Linked DNA regions of Mus musculus: region 2 is linked to region 1. The links are chromatin contacts, called in public capture Hi-C maps. All regions are on one chromosome and are shown on one strand. The core of a region is the stretch at or near the end of the contact, and the rest is flanking DNA. Distances in the headings are between cores, read along the strand shown.

Region 1 (2,552 bases), core at 22-2,521:
TAGGCCTGTGCAGCCATGCTGGGCTTTTCTGCATGGATGCTGGGTATCTGAGCATGGGTATCATATCATGCTTGTGCAGGAAGCATTGTACTTACTCACTGAGCCATCTTCCAAACCTTAGCTTTAGAACACAGTACATTCACCTAATTTGGTTTTGAAAAACAGTTGTACAGTTCATTCCAAAATATTCTCTCCTTATCTTTCATTTGTTTTTGAGATGGGGGCCTTTCATTGTGGGCTTCAAGGTCACTCTGCCTCCACCCTCCTGAGTGCCCATCCCAATTCTGATTTGCATTATAATATGTTTTAGGACTTGATTGTTTGTGACTTTTAAATATATATCACCTTTTATCCCTTTCTTCCTTCCTCTTCACCTTCATTCTATTCTTTGTTTATTTGTTTTGTTCTGACTCTTTGAGATAGGATCTCCTGTAGCCCAGGCTGGCCTTGAATTTGTTATGCAGCAGAGGATGAGGGCAGCCTTGATCTTCTTGCCTCCCCTTCCCAAATGTTTGGATTTCTTGGCCTCACCATATTACCATATCTGACTGTCTGATTGTTTCTCTTTTAAAATCAATTTCTCAGTATCAATTAATTACAGATGGTCAGAGATTTGTTGAGACTATTTCATGGTTAATGCAAGTCACTTTTCCCCCACAGGTTATTCCATAGAGCTTGAAAAGAATGAGGTAAATATTACATCAGGCTTGTTCATGGCTAGCAAAAACATTTTCCGAAGCTTACTGATCTAGTTGTTTTTGTAACCATATACTTTTCTTGGATCTAATCTCTTGGCTTGTTGTATAGGATTTTTGTGTTTACTCTGCTTCATGGTTGTGCCTCTCCTGAAGCACTATTTGGATCCTGTTTGATACTGCAGAAATACATGTGTTGAGTGTATCTTGCCACGCCATGTGAAATCACCATGTGAAAGACTTGATGACTTGACCCTGCATGTATTATGCTGCTTCCTCACCAGGTCAGCTTTGTATCTTTTCCATTCTGGAACCGAGGCTGGAGGAGCACCTCATGCTTGGAATAGATGTTGTATGGGGATGAAGAGAGCAGATCTACCAGAAAGATAACAAAGCTTCAATTTGGACAAGACATACAACATTTCTGTGCACATGCCATTAAGCAAGCAATCTGCATGGTCAGGCCTGATGTCTTGGAGACTGGGGTGAAAAGGTCAGCTCAGAAACTTTGGGAAGGTCATGGAACTCTTGCCTCTCTGGAAGGGAGAGGCTAATTAACATTCGTCAGACCACAGGGCGGGAACTGACCTGCCCATGGGGACACATTCCACAGGACGGACCAGTTCCCACCTTCAGACAAGGGAAGACTTTGTCACCTCATTCCCTAAAGACCAATCAGTTTAAAGGGTGCACTGTTCCACCAATCATACTGTGCCTAGTTGCTGATGCTCTATTCTGCCTCTGGAAACCATATAAAAACTTGCTGACCAGGTGCTAGGGGTCACCACCTCTCCTTTGAGTCTGGGACGAACCCAGTGCACTGGAACAATAAATTCCTCTTGCTTTTTGCATTGATCTTGACTCCACATGGTTCACTCAAGGGGTCCCCAGTAAGCTAAGGCTCCCTGGAGTCTTACAGAGGAGTTATCATCCTCTCACAGGGAGGGAGAGAAGAAGTGTAGGAAACAGCCACACAACAACCCTGCCTCTTGGTTATCTTTGAGTAGCCTCTGCACAGAATTGCTTGTAAAAGTAACTTTTATTCACCTGACGTAAATGTTGTCTGAAGCTTACTGCAGAGTAAGCTCACCCTTTCTAGTTCATTCTAAACTCTGGCTGCCTGGTTTGACTCAGCTGTTCTGGTTCAAATGCCTCTCCAAGCGACTGATTCTGAAAGAAAGAAAACTAAATTCAAGACTTCAAAGCCCTAGCCAGAATGTTTATTCAAGGTCCATGACTCATGTGGCTTGCTAGTTAGGAGGGCTTTTGGGCTTAGAGCAAAGAACAAAAGCTGTAAAGTCATCCCAGGAACCAACTAGCCATAAAGATAGGGAAGACATACAAGAAATCCGGACTGGCCCAGCGCCTCCCTATCTCCCACCCTTCTGACCGGTTAAATGTTAACCAGATGCTCTGCTGTTACCTTGATCTGCATGTAGAGTCTGTTGATATTTAAATGAACCAATCATGTGAAACCGTGCCAATTCCTCCCCCAGCCCCAGACCCTTTTCTATAAAAGCCCCTAGCTTTCAAGCCTCGTGGTCGAATCCACTGTCTCCTGTGTGAGTTACGTTTTGACCCGGAGCTCGGCCATTAAACTACCTCGTGTATTTACATCAAGACGGTCTGTTCATGATTCTTTGGGTGCACGCCGAATTGGGAATTGAGTGGGAGTTTCCCCACTAGGTTCTTTCAATTCAATCTGACTTCTCTCAGCTTCTCACTAAATTGCTTTGCTTGACCTCATATTAACTCTGGTAATTTGTTCTAATCTTCTGGATCCTTTCCTATTCTCTGGCTTCAGCTGCCTCTGCTGACCTGCACTGAACTGCATGGACTCAGGAGCGAACTCAGCTC
Region 2 (2,552 bases), core at 39-2,538, 620 kb after region 1:
AGCATGATCTTTAAAAACACTCTCACATTAAGTACGGTGATTGGAGGTCTCTTTTCCTGTAAAACTATGACCCAAAGGTACTGTGCCTGGGTGTGGCTCTGTGTAAAGTTTCAAAGAACCGCAGGAACCAGGAGAATAAAGCTTTGAGCTGCTCTCTCTAGAGCAGTGGTTCTCAACCTGAAAGATCCTGACAGAATATAAAAGGTCACAGAAGCCCTGAAATTGGCAAGATAGATGTCACTGTTAGCAGAACTAGCTTCACTGATTTAGAAAAATAGAGGTACACAATGTCTGGCCACTCCTTGAACCTGTGTGTCTGCCAATGTTTTGACCATTCCTTGAACCCATGTGTGTGCCCACTGAAAAAGCCCATTGCCAGGTGTTTGTGATATTGGTTGCTGAGAAAGAGTCAGAAAATCTCCCCAGCAACCACAGCCCGGCCAATCCAGAGTTGCTACACCTGCACCAGACTCTTTCCTTGTACCCCTCCCATACCCATTTCTTGAGAATAGACGTTGTTTAGATCTGGAAATCCCCTACTTCCCCCCCCCCTTCTCCTTTCTCCCCTGAGAGCCTATAAAAACTGGGACCTCTTTCCCCTCGAGGTCAACTCCTCTACCCCTGCGTGGGATATGAGTCGTCCTCAGAGCTCTGGCTTTCCCCGAATAAAGCCTCATGTGGTTTGCATCAAGCTTGGTCTATCGTGAGTTCTTGGGTTTCCCCTATTGTCCTGAGGCCTGAGCAAGGGGCTCCTCTCAGGGTCTTTCAAACCTTCCTAATGCTTCCACCCTGCAACACCCTCAGGATTTTTTATTTAATACCCTCAGGCTGTGGTGAGCTTCAACAATACAATTTTGTTGCTATTTTATAACTGTGATTTTTCCTTTTGCTGTGACTTGTAAATATCGGCTAGACAGGAAATCTGGTAGATGACCCCCAGGAAGCAGTTAAGAAGGGGTGCTGTAGTGTGATCTTCCCTTTGCCCTTGCAAGTTCTGAGCTGCGAAACCCCGCCTCTTCCTACCCACGTGGGGCACGTGCCATTTCCTTTGTGCGAAAGATCAAAGGATGCTGTAAACACCACAGTGGCCAGGAATGGCAAAAGCAGGATTGGGACAGTGACCAACTAGGATCCCAAGCTGACTAAGGGGTGGAAACGGTCAAACAAAACAGCCCCCCAAAATTCCAGTGCCCCACTTCCTTCAGAAACAAAGCGCGCGCATTGCCCCGCTTTCCTCTCCGTCGCTGCGTCGGACCGTGTACTTTGGTTCCTGCCCGCTGGAGGTCGGTCCTGGTTCTGGAGCGACCCTGTGACCTGTCTCCCTGCGCGCGTGCACTCCGCGGTACAGTCTCATGCGCGCTTAGTCATGGGAAGGAGCGAGGGGCTCCACCGTCTCCCTGAGTGGCTGAGGGAGCGAGGAACCGCCGAGCCCTCCTTCCCCTGCTCGGCAGGCCCTGGCTGCAGCGAGCAGGTGCCCCGCTCGCTGGTCGCGGGGGGAGGAAGTTGCGGGGGGGGCACCCGAGGCGGTGTCGCGACTCAGCCACCCAGGGTCAACGGTCAGGCCATCTGAAGGCTACCCAGCCCTCTAACGCTGTGCCCTTTCCGTCCCTGCCAGCTCTCCACCATGCCCGGGGGCGTACCCTGGTCCGCCTACTTGAAAATGCTCTTCTCCAGCCTCCTGGCCATGTGAGCCTGGGCCCTGGCCGTGCATTGGTACTATCGGCCTGACCTGGTGAGTGCTGTAGGGCGCGTGCCCATCCTCGGGGTGAGACCCTCGCGTTCAGTCCACTTTGCTCAGTCCCTCTTGACTTTTAGATTGTCCCCAGTGTTTGGATAACTTGTGCTCACTCACTCTTAACACTCAAGACTCTGTCTAATAGTTGTGAGTTAGCCTGGTCTACAGAGCGAGTTCCAGGGATACACAGAGAAACCGTGCCGCGGGAGTGAGGGAGAAAAATACACACACACACACACACACACACACACACACACACACACACACAGCGTCAAGAAACTTAGTGGAACAGAAAGTGTCACGAACTTTCCATGGAAATGCAGTTTTGTGTCTCATTTCTGTAGGAGTAGTTGCCAGCTGCACTTTATCCAGGAAATAATGCCTAGAATTTGATCCTGTGAGGTTGACTTGATTCATCTCATTACTATTGAAGATGTGCAAGGGTTGTTAGCAGCAGCTACCTGTAAGTGGGGAGAAAGCAACACAAAACCACTGTCTCTAAAATAAGTGGTACTAAGGGTCCTAGGCCTCCATCTGGCTAGTAGAGAATCTTTACTGATAGACTTAGAGGCCAAGGTGGCTGGCTGCTATAGGATGCTGAATGCTTTCCTATTATTTAAGGGATTTATGTCCATTACCTACCTTGTCTTTTGCAATTATTCCAGCCACCACTGTTATGACTGAAAGGTTTGTGGAGAGAGCAATAGAGAGGAGACCGTGGTGGCTGCCCAAAGTTGGCACTCAGTGCTGCCTTAGGGAGAACAGCTAAGATGCTTTGTTTTAGGTGTCCAGCATAACTCACTCATTAGGACAGCAA

The links. Capture Hi-C pulls out chosen DNA fragments and counts their contacts.
Region 2: a capture Hi-C map of embryonic stem cells shows a contact between it and region 1, with 5 times the contacts expected there. The contact joins two enhancer-like sites.

Annotation. Positions count from the first base shown.
Region 1 is chr10:85,209,065-85,211,616 of GRCm38.p6, forward strand. No RefSeq gene overlaps it. Among named protein-coding and RNA genes, the nearest start is that of Cry1, 25 kb to the left of the region's middle. Within about 2 kb of position 1,272, at least 11 of the 459 cell types and tissues checked have an H3K27ac peak or open chromatin away from gene starts, as enhancers often do. A contact at or near this core is called in embryonic stem cells, where this site is marked.
Region 2 is chr10:85,828,118-85,830,669 of GRCm38.p6, forward strand. It overlaps the pseudogene Gm19624. Among named protein-coding and RNA genes, the nearest start is that of Gm6721, 22 kb to the left of the region's middle. Within about 2 kb of position 1,289, at least 142 of the 459 cell types and tissues checked have an H3K27ac peak or open chromatin away from gene starts, as enhancers often do. A contact at or near this core is called in embryonic stem cells, where this site is marked.